2 separate regions of the Mus musculus genome follow, and region 1 is linked to region 2. Evidence: chromatin contacts called from public Hi-C data. All regions are on one chromosome and are shown on one strand. The core of a region is the stretch at or near the end of the contact, and the rest is flanking DNA. Distances in the headings are between cores, read along the strand shown.

The links. A called contact is a pair of places that touch in the nucleus more often than the background predicts.
Region 1: a Hi-C map of the C2C12 cell line shows a contact between it and region 2, with 2.2 times the contacts expected there. The contact joins two enhancer-like sites. A contact is called at or near these places in 3 of 484 Hi-C or Micro-C datasets (the C2C12 cell line, bone marrow-derived macrophages and nephron progenitors) and 1 of 115 datasets of contacts at active chromatin or transcription factors (fibro-adipogenic progenitors).

The regions. Positions count from the first base shown.
Region 1 is chr1:72,021,124-72,027,128 of GRCm38.p6, forward strand. No RefSeq gene overlaps it. Among named protein-coding and RNA genes, the nearest start is that of 4933417E11Rik, 19 kb to the left of the region's middle. Within about 2 kb of position 1,703, at least 9 of the 459 cell types and tissues checked have an H3K27ac peak or open chromatin away from gene starts, as enhancers often do. A contact at or near this core is called in the C2C12 cell line, where this site is marked.
Region 2 is chr1:71,798,150-71,803,770 of GRCm38.p6, forward strand. No RefSeq gene overlaps it. Among named protein-coding and RNA genes, the nearest start is that of Gm30308, 13 kb to the right of the region's middle. Within about 2 kb of position 3,277, at least 24 of the 459 cell types and tissues checked have an H3K27ac peak or open chromatin away from gene starts, as enhancers often do. A contact at or near this core is called in the C2C12 cell line, where this site is marked.

The sequences.
Region 1 (6,005 bases), core at 453-2,952, 220 kb after region 2:
ATACCATAAAACAGATAAATTCTATGCATCAGAAGTTAATAAAATTACAGCTAAAACATGAATAAATTTCTTTATTATGTGGTACTAGGGATGTTTCCTTAAACCATGACTAAAACCCAAAAGCAAAACTAAGAAAGACTGCCAAAAGAGAGATAAATAATTGATAAATTTCATGGTATAAATTTTTTCAAACATTTATAAATGAAAATATCAAAAGTAATATAAAAAAGGAACAAATGACAACAGATATACAACTTATATCACAAAAGGCAAATATTCTTACTGTACAAAGAACCTTTGAAACCTGGGGAGAAAAAATTATCGACTGCTATCCAGGGACAAACATGAATAATTTCCCAGAAGCTCATAGCTGCTGCTGAGAGATGAGTGGTTTTAAGTTTTCTAATTCATCAGGTTGGGAGAAATCCAACAGTTTTAATGACAGACACATTTGGAGAAACTATAAGAAAACCATCGGTTTTGCTAGCAAGTCTGTCGGAATGAAAAATCGCACATCTCTTTTAGAAAAAAAATTTTGCTGATACCTTGCTGGATGCTTTCTTGGCAACCTCGTTGGTAGTAATCTATTCTAAAGCTGCACTTACGAGACAGACAGACAGACAGACAGACAGACAGCCAGCCAGACAGAGACAGGGGTTGAGGGAATAGGGAGACAGACAGGGAGAGACAGAGACAGAGATGGGGAGGAGAGAAGGAGGAAGACAGAGATAAGAGGCAGGGAAGACAGAGGGAGACAGCGAGAGACAGAGACGACAGAGGAGACACAGAAACAGAGAGACAGAGGTGAAAGTCTGTGCACTGTAACTCCATGAATAGCAATAAAAGACTTAGAACAACATAAGTTCCCATAATAAAGACTGGATTGAGTAAATCACTATACTCCCATGAAATGATCCTTCGACGAATCATCATACTTTTTTTTAAAGCAATGGAAGGCTTAGCAGATATTATTCTATGAGAAGGAAATATACAAAGCAATAATTCTTTGAATGTCATGTTTTGTGCATTTGGGTTCAATACAATATAAATGCTTTATATAATTATAAAACTTAATAAAGCATAACAAAATTAAATTCTTTAAAAATAAGAAAAACTAGGGGTTGGGGAGAAGGCTCAGTGGTGAACCCGGATACAGCAATAGTCTATGATCCCAGTGCTCCTGGGTGAGATGAGAGCAGAGACCAGAGAAACTCTTAGGCCAGCTAGCCTGCCATACGCAATGGTAAATAGACCCTGTCTCAAACAAGATGGAAGATGGGACCAACATGGTAGGTTGTCCTCTGATTGCATTATAGGCATGCCATGGCACACACACATCTGCAATTGCAGGAAAAAGTACGTAGTGCAGGCTCACCTCACACACACATACACACACAGAATTTTTTTAGTCTTAAAAATGAGAAAAAATAGCCGGGTTGTGGTGGCGACAGCAGCACACACCTTTAGTGTGAGTTCGAGGACATCCTGGTCTACAGAGTAAGATCCTGGTCAACAAGAGCTACACAGGGAAACCCTGTCTAGAAATGGAGAGGGTGGGGTGCAGGGAGGGGACCGGACACACAGAGACAGAGACACACAGAGAAACAATGTCTAATGGATGACAGTGTTTACCAGATAGATGACAAAACTGCATAGAAGAAATACTCTACATAAATTTGAAACCTTGTAATACTGCCAGCTTCTTGAGTCAGCATTGCATGCTGTCTCACCATCCTTACAGATGACCAAAGAGTACAGCTTCAGGGCAAGCAAGCAAAGCCTGTTTAATGTAAAAATAAGAGCTCTCGGTAGCAGGAAAGGGTCTGGAAAATGAGTTGACAAACAGAGGTCCGGAGCAGAACTCTATATCTTAGGACCAGGTCAGTTTGGTCTGACCCATAGGCAAGTCAGGCATAGATATCAGACAAGTCTGGTTGGTTAATTTGAATGTTCATGGGAAACTCTGATTGGTTGATGGACCCAGTGGAAATAGAAACAAGAAAGAGGGGGAGGAAATGCCATAATGTTATAAGTATATCGAGAATGAAAGGCTAGTGATCAGCCTCAACCTAGTAAGTCCAGGCTTTTCTGGATTTCAGTTCCTGAACTTGGGAATTGGGAAGCATTTATTGTAAAACTGTTAAGAGGGAGTTTTAAGACATGGTTTTAAGGGGAGTTATGAGTTTGTAGCCAACTGAAAAGCTTTTTTTCTGACGGGCTGGGATTACACCCCCAGTTACTTGGGATACAAGTTTTAAGGATAAGAGTTTGTTTTTTTAAGGCATAAATAAATAAATAAATAACCAACCTACCCTAGTATCGTGTTCAGTACCGCAGGGGTGGTTTTTTGAAAGTAAGGAGTTTAACAGAAGCTAAGTTAGCTGGGTCACCTTGACCTCAAATAAACCTAAGTAATTTTCTATGGGATTCGCCATCAAGGAGATCAAATTCTAGTTAAACCTAAAATGGCCTCAGCAAGAACACAAGATGGATAACCGTCTGCCTGGCCTTGACCCCTTACAAAACCTCAGTGTTCTAGGACCTGACTACATGTTACTACACAGCCCTAACTTCTATCAAAGGGGTTGTTGTTCCTAACTCCTGTCACCAGTGATGACACTGTCACATGTGTGAAAATTAGGCAAATGAGTACTTGTGTTGGCTTCCAGAGGCAGGTCTCTTTGACATATGTGGAAGTAGATATAAAAGAAGATCCAAGAGCCTGTGTTTTAAAGTACTATTATTCATCTGCGTGTTGTGGCTCATGCCTTCAATACCAGCATTAAGGAGACAGAGGCAAGCAAATTTCTCTTCATTCAAAGACATTACTTAATTGTAGAGTGTTTGCTTCAAATATACAAGGTCCTGGATTCGATCCTCAGCAGGAAAACACAAATATACACAGAAACACGGGGGGGGGGGAGGGCAAGAGGGAGAGAGAGTGAGGGAAATAACTGAATGAATTCCCATGGGCCAATGATGATCAGAGTTGAGCAACAAAAGGAAAAATAGCTGTAATGAATTAAAACACATCAAGTATACTTATTTCAAATTCATTACTTAAACTTGGTGGATCCACCTTGTCCAACACCCCTTTTACAAGCAACTAATGTTTTTAAAAACTGATTCATAGGGGAGACTTAAGCATTAATTAGTCTTCGTACTATGGTATCCAATTGATAAGACTAACACATGAAGATGCAGTGGTTAAACTTTGATGTTCTTTTGTAACTTTAATAAGTGACTTGACCTTGGCCATGATCATTAGCTGCTGCCAACTTTGAAAACAGACACATAGCTCCTAGTAGAAGTGTACAAGACCACCTAAGTTATGCCCTTGTAAAGAAATTAAGTTGGCATTGAATCACATCTCAGTATCTAAGCAACAGTTTATAAGAAACACCAGAACAAAGAGACACGTTAAGTAATCAGTGATACAATGCAGTGGAGAAATCCTATGAGAAGAATTTACTCAAGTCACTTAAACAAGAAAAAATAAAATGAAGAGGAAAGTTGTATATTGATTAAGACTAAAGACATATCAACCAACTATACTTTATAGCCTACAGTAGATCTTGATGTTTGAAACTATTTTTATAAAAACTAAGAAAACTGAGAAATCTTGTAAATAGGCCAAATATTTGATCATGTGAAAGAATTATGATAATGTTGGTACAGTATAAATTAAACAAACTGAACTGTTTGTTGATGACTGTAGCATGTAGTTTTTGCTACCACATTTTAAGCTCCAGGAGGACCATGCAACCATCCCCCGCCCAAAGAATATTGGATCCACGGATGAAAAACACAGACACACATTGCTCAACTTCGACCTGCCTTCTTGGCTCAATTACTGGGCACTTCTAATCTATACCAGCTAGCGTGCCCTTCCCAATACTCTTAGCTCAGCACCCTAAATCTGCTCTTAACTTTAGTTGCTCAGTTACCTTTAGTCCCAGTTCAACACCCTAACCTCCCACCTGGAGAAGTGGCCTATGGCCACTCTACCCGAGATCTCCCATGGCTGGTTACATTTTCTCCCTCCAAAGCATGGCAAAAATTTCTTTCCTTTTCCTGCATCTCCTCTCTGCCTCACCCCAAACCCGGGACCTGGAAACCCCACCTCTTTCCTTCCCCTCAGCAATTGGCCCTGGCATCTTTACTGACAGATCAAGAACCAATTGGGGAACGGGACCTTAGCATCAGAACCACTCCTACACCCACCTTTTCTGTCCAATTAAAAACGAAGAAACAAACAAAAGAACCTCTTCTCCCAGACATAAATTGAATGAAACCATAACAATCATGTAAATTACAAATTATAATATACAATTAATATCCAGTCCATCATATTTGTCAATTAGATAAAGTACTCTACCATCATTCCGAACTTAAAGACTTAAGATTCTATCCCTGCATTGTGTTTAGATTTTAGCCTGTAATGCCACCAGAAAATCGTCTTCTCAAATTTATATCTCAATGCTAAACAACTTGAGTTGACTATGAGACCATAACTAGTCTTCAACTCCGGCAGAATCCGAGAATGACTTAAACATTATCTGAAAATACAAGAAGCACAAAACGTTGCTTCTAAAACTTAGCCAACTTGTAGGGACAGCTGACTACCGGGATAGCCCCTCATTCCTCAAAACGCTAAAGCATCATCAGTCTTTGACTTTCTGGCCCAGAATCATCCAACAGACCTTTGTAAAGCAGAATTATGAAGAACTGCTTACTCTGTCTTGAAAGAGCTATAAGTTGACTATTCTGCATAGTGTGTCCTTCCCCAAAAAGTATTTTTGTCTGTAGATGAATTAAGGCAATTCTTGCAGAGTGGCTATCATGACTCAACTGAAGCAACTAAGAAGGGGGTGCTGTCAGGAGCAGACATTTCTCTAGTCGAATGATCTTTAATAAGGAAATGGCCTTAAATGTCATGTTTTGTGGACTCCTGATACTTTTGAAGATTATCTATCTATGTGAAGTATATCTGATCTGTTAAACCTTAACTATTCTTAATCATTTATATTTGCGTAAATTGAAAACATTTTATTATAATTAAATCAGAATCTAATATAACCACCAGTTTACTATCTGGCCCTTGATTTGTGTTACTTAATTATCCTAACCAGTTTGTAATGACAGTTATTAGAAGGACTCCGTCTAAGCCTTGTATTCCTAAATGAGTTGCATAGGCACAATGCCTATCTAATAATAACAAAATTAATTTTAAATTTTTTATCAATATAAGAAATTCACACCAGTGAAAACCTTAAATCTGCATCAATATGACTATTGAATCTGGATAAGAATTCAAAGTCCCTTAGTATCTTCTGTAATTTTCATATGTTTATATTTTCACAGCAAAAAAAAATCAAAAGAATAAAATATCTTTTAAAAGAATATATGTAGGTTTAAAATGGACAAAACAGGCCAGGCAGTGGTAGTACACGCCTTTATTCCCAGCACTTTCGGGGCAGAGGCAGGCAGATCTCTGTGAGTTCAAGGCCAACCTGGTCTACAAAGTGAGTTCCAGAACAGCCAGGGCAGAAGAATACAAAAAGAAACTTTCTTGAAAACAAACAATATTTAAATGCATAAAATAGGACCTAATACTCTATTTGTTAGACAACCATCTTTACCCATTTTGTAGTTGCAAGATTGTTTTACATTTTTTAAAGAGCTATTCATTTTATGATGCAAATATGGTTTAATGAAATTTACATGAATTGGTTGTATCAGAAGTAAAATGAGAGACTGACTCAGAGGGCTATTTAAAGAGAAAGTTTGATTTAAAGGACGTTCCGTGAGTGCTTGATTCTGAACAATTAAATTCTTTGCAAGGAAAATGGATTCAAAATAGGCAGGAACCACCTTGTGGAACATGTCAGACCTTTGCCCTCTTAGCCTGGAGTCACCTTTGCCCTTCTACCCTGGTGGCTAGCGCAAAGGAGGAAGTGCATTTGAGCCCTGAACTATGGAAAACACTCCCAAGTGCATGTGAA
Region 2 (5,621 bases), core at 2,027-4,526:
AGGATGAAGAAGAAGAGGAAGAGGAGGAGGAGGAAGAGGAAGAGGAGGAGGGAAAGGAGGAGGAGGACTAGGAGGAGGAGGAAGTAGAGACCAAAATGTCTGGATTGTATATGGAAGAGCCTCTGGGGAGAGGTCAGGCCAGTTGCGAAGTTCAGGGTTGAGGGCAAGGAATGCCAGGTAGGGACTGAGGGATAATGAAAGAACCTGGAGGCCAGGTCTAATTTGATGTGTAAGATATGCATTACAGTCTCTTGTCCTGGGTCTGAAACCTAACAGTTAGTATTTACGTTTCTTTATAATGTTCATGTCTCCAAGTTCTAATATATTGAAAAGAAAACAAAACAAAAGAAAACAAAAAACCCAACTCTTCTAAATGTCTTAGGATGGAATCTCATATGGCCAGCCTGTACCAGGAGCATCTCCCACACTCCTGCACCAGACCCTCACTGGCTTTTTCTTTCCAAATCAACTGTATTTCCCCCTGGTATTTCCCCTGATCTTTAGACAAATGCCTACAGCCGTGTCATATTCCACACCCCCTGTATGTCTCCCACGTGGTGTGGTTTGGATGGGAAATGTCTTCCATAAGCTCATTTGTATTTGTACACTTGTTCCCCAGCTAGCTGCAAGGTTTTTGAAAGGTTGTGAAACCCTCAGCAAGTGGAGCCTCTGTGGAGAACGTAGTCCATTATGGAGTGAGCTCTGACGGGTTTTATAGCGCACCCCCACTTCCTGTTGTCTTTCCGTTCCCACTGCAGATACCACGTGATTCCTGCCATGATCATGCTTCCCCCTCGCCCATAAACGCTAAACCAAAGTATCAACAAAACAGCAGTAACAGCAACAAACAACAACATCCCTTTCCTTTATAAAACTGCTTTTTACCTGGTATTTTGTCAAGCAACTATTGAAGTAGTTAATACACAGGCTTCTCAAAGCATTTTTCTGTTTTCTTGTTTCTTTTTCTTTTTTCTTTTTTTTTTTTTACAATAAACATGTATTTAAATAACAATTCAGTTATAAAAATATTGGGTTTTGAATTGGGATGGAATTTTAGGCTCCATTCACGTAGCTTTTACATTTCACACATTAAAGGCATCCTACCAGGTAATAAAACAAGCCCAGTGAATAAAGATGAGAATAATAAGCTGCCACCAAGCTGGGAAGTTTTTTACATCCCTGAATATCCATGTAGACTGATGGAGATGCCATGTTTTCCGAGAAGACCATGCAGTGTTTTGAAAAGTGAATGTGTTTCACGTTGCAAATAGGATTCCCTTGAAAAGGGATTAATGGATTTTTGTATTTTTTTTTTTTTTAAATGACTGCAAAAGTTTTAAACACAAGGCATTGTTTGGTTTATCAAGCCCATACTCTCAGCAGGTGGCGCTTAGCAGGACATATTTCTGCTGTGTTATCATAAACTAAACTAGTACAGCTGCACTGTAAAGGGCTTTTAGTGTCAGGGAATTCACACAGCATGCCCAACCCCCAAGCATCTGGAAGGTACCACCAAAAGCGACTGTCACAACGGTGAGCACTGTCCTCCTAATCCAGCACTCCTGTGCCCTCCTCTTCCAGGAAGATCCGAGAGTCACCTAACCCCACAGACGCGCAGGGCAGATGAGATATTTTAATGAAGCATGAATAAAATGAACTAAGCAGATCCCTTCTGCTGCCATCACACCCAGATTCTAGAATCAGAACAAAGTGTGCCACATCAGAAGTCACTCCTGTGGCTTGTGATGCCTCCTTCAGGGATGGGGCCAGCCAATAAGACCTGGTGCTCGGAACTGTGAGAGGCTTAGGGGACTTGAGGCTCCTTGAGGCACACAAAAGGAAAGAAAATAAGTTTCCGATTTATAAAACTGTGCATAGGGGAAAGTTACAGGTTAGATATGATAATGTAAGGGTCCATGATTTGCCAAAGAATGGTAGCCTGGACTCAAATAGTGCAAAGAGTGTTTTATTCTGCAGAAGTCCAGCATGCTGGGGCCCTCCACTACCAGAATAGAAAGACCACCAAGTGAGCGTGAAGGCCTGATTTAAAGCACATTAGGGAATTCTGGAATAGGTGACCTCTATGTTAATCTGTTGGGTCCATCTCTATGGACATTCCATTACCAGGGTGTGTGTGTGTGTGTGTGTGTGTGTGTGTGTGTGTGTGTGTGGTGCAGCTGGAAACTTGCTGGGAGGTCTGGAAACTGTTGCTGAGGAAGTAGCTTAGGAAGTCTGGAAACTGCTGCTGACCCATTGTCCTTGCCTCAGGCCAGGTGGTGGGGCAGCTTCTGAGGCCTGGACTTCCCTGGAATTGCCCTGTTCGTGGAAACAGAGATTTAGGCCTAGTCTCCTTAACTGCCAATTTGAAGCCTGTCATGGAATCAGCCCTGCCTTCTCAGAAAGAGGTAGTGTCTGGAATTAAAAGCCTAAAAATCTCTGTTTTTGAGGCCAAACTGTACACACACACACACACACACACACACACACACACCTATTTGAGAAAATACACTTTGGTGAAACTCTAAGCATGGTACCTCACTAAGTCTTTTTGAAGGATTCTCTCAAGTGGCATTTACAACAATGGTGTTTATTCAAAGGTTACACCCTCAAGAGCCTGGGGCTGCTAACAAGGAGCTCAGTGGTGCACTCGTGAGTGGAATCTTTGGACTTCGGCCAAATATATTGGAGTTTGAGCTGATTAGAACAACCCTAGGTGATCCAAAATCAAGCTGTGTTCTTTGTGTGTGTGTTTGGTGAGGTTCATAGAGGGCAGTTCATACTAAAAATACTTTAGAGGTTGAATTTCATAGGTTTTACTGTTTTAATTATGAGTCATCTGTCTCTCCAATAAGTTGTTTTAGAATTTATATCAAAGGGAGATAAAAATGTCACAGTAAAAATATTTTGAGAAAGAAGAGGTTTAAAATTGAAAGGCAAGTAAATTTTCTTATTTAATTCTCTTACATTTTCAAGGCTGTCTCAAATATCTGACTGGAACTTACATTTCCATTTAGATCAAAAAATTAATACCTCATTCTTCTTTTCCCGATTTCACCATATTTTTACTATTAGGTCATTTTTTGGCCTCTCAGTTGCTTTATATTTTAAAATTACTGTTCTATCATTTTAATGCTAAGGAAACAAACAATAAAGATATGATGAGCTCAGTCTAACAGATAGGATTCGCTGTCTCGGAAATATGTAACACCAGAGTGAAAGCAAACACGTAGAAGCCAGGGCTGATCACTTTACCTCTTTATTTCCCCACGGGACGCCTAGATGCTGCGTGGGAGGGAACATCTAACAATGTCTGGCAAGACAGACACTGACGATCCAAATGAAGATACTGTAACCATCATGAACTGGTTTCTTTCTGGTGTTACACAATACTAGCATCCAGATGACAATGTTTAAAATCTTTTTCTTAAAGGATACACTAAATACAACTGATTAAGTGACACATAAATACCAATGTGTGTAGTGTGTCCTGATTAGAGACTTAATAAAAGATGTAAAGGGTGTAAAAAAAAAAGAAGCTATTCTCCATTTAATACTGCAAAACCTAAAATTTCGTTTTACATGTTTTTTATGCAATGTTACAAAATTCTCCTCAAACCTGGAGAAGTATGGTTTATGAATCTGTTGAGCACCAGCACAAACTCAATAGTAATGAGCTCATTTTCATAGAAGGAGGCTTATTATAATTCCAGCTGTTGAAAACTTGCACAGCTGGATTCTGGCTACAACACAGAGCTCTGATCTGTTGGTGGAGGGGGAGGAAAAAAAATCCAATTTAAACTTGTAATAAAAGTCTTTTTTCGATTACTTTTTAGAAACCATTTTCCACCAAAATCCATGTGTGTGACTGAATTTAAAGCTAAAATATGACCAACCCTTCTTTTAAACCTATTTGCACCCATCTATTTAAAGTAAGCTAAGACAAAAATAGCTAGACAACCAGCTTATTCTGGTCAAAACAGAGGGCTCTGCAGAAGGGACTCCTACTTCAAAGCCGAATGCTAGCATTTGGCAAACTGGAGAAAATCATCAACACAAGGTGGTTAGAAAGAGGTTCAGGCTGATCCTTCCAGGGCTGGCTGGAGTGCTGGAGAGTGATATTCAGAAAATGTGCACCAGAGGAAAGAAAGTTCTGTGGCCCCAATTAAAAAAAAAAAAGACTTAAGAGCTTTTCAAAAATTCATTCATTAAACAGTACTCAGCCTCCCCTTACATCAAGCTAGATGATAGAGGCAGGTCTTTGTTCTCATTCATTCATTCATTCATTCATTCATTCATTCTCTTACTCTAGCCATCAGTAAAAGGCAACTACTCATATAAGGCATTTTACAATCATAATTTCACGACTTTCTTGGTTCTCGTCATAGCATTACATCCATGAAAATTGATTACTGTTCGGTTTTGCTTTATCCTCAGATAGGGTCTAGCTACCTAGCCCACCCAAAATGGCCTGGAACTTACTATGTACCACAAATTGGCCTCAGACTCATGATTCTCCTGACTCAGCAACTCAGGAGTTGGGATTAAGTACACACAAGCTAGATTACTCACCCTTTAAGGCATCTTTGGTCACTCTTGTTCTCTAATACTCCATATGAACACATTACCAAATTCTGTCTGCTGAATACTTCTCCAACCTCTACTGTTACAACCCTGTCCATCCAAGTCAACTGCCAAGTCCTGTTCCTAAGCTTGCCACATAACTCTCGAGTCTCCATACCCCAGCTCTTAGCTCGAGCTTGATTTTCTGTATAGTAACAAAAGCTATGTTTCTTCAAACTGAAGTATAAGCATCTCATTCCATCACCCAAAACTCACTGATGGCTTTGTCAAATGCCCAAGAACAAAGCCAAACATCCCGGCAGAGCATCATATGGTCTGCATACCTTGGTCCTGACTGTCACCACCTCCTGCTTTTCTCCATTCACTCTTAATGGTACAGTCATGATGAATTTCTTAGTAAGCTTCCAGTGTGTTCAATATGGGCCTGTATGAAGTGTTTCCATTTATTGTCCTCTGCACCTGAAACATTCTTTCTCCATATCCCTTTGATCATACAACCTCCCTTAGCAGAACTGTGAGTTAAATGATGTCCCTTTGTTTTGATTTTCTTCTTCTTTGAACAAAGTTATCTTTATTGTGTCTTCACTAACCAAGTCATCCTTCATCTACTAAGATTGACCCCTCTAAAGAGCAAATGGATGGGGATTCTTCATCCCATTCATAGTATTTCCATGGTTACCACATCTCAAGATCAGAATAATGCACATGCAAGATTAGTATGCAGATTCAGCAATTCCTATGGCCTGATCGACACACCCTTTTCAAGACACCCTTTATATCTGAGCTATGCTGAGCCGTTCATTCTTCTCTTACTTGCTAAACCTTCTAATGCACATTTGCCATTTGGTCTGTGGTGTTCCTCCCACCAGAAGTTTCTCTCTTAAAGAAGATCTGAACAGAGAACGAATAGGATGAGTGTGAGTAGTATTCATGACAGTGTCTTAAACTATGTGTTGAAGAGATGTAGCGTAGGTGATAAGAAAGGAAAGGCTTCCAGGATGACACTGGAAGAAAGACTGAAGTGTTCATTAGCATCCAGC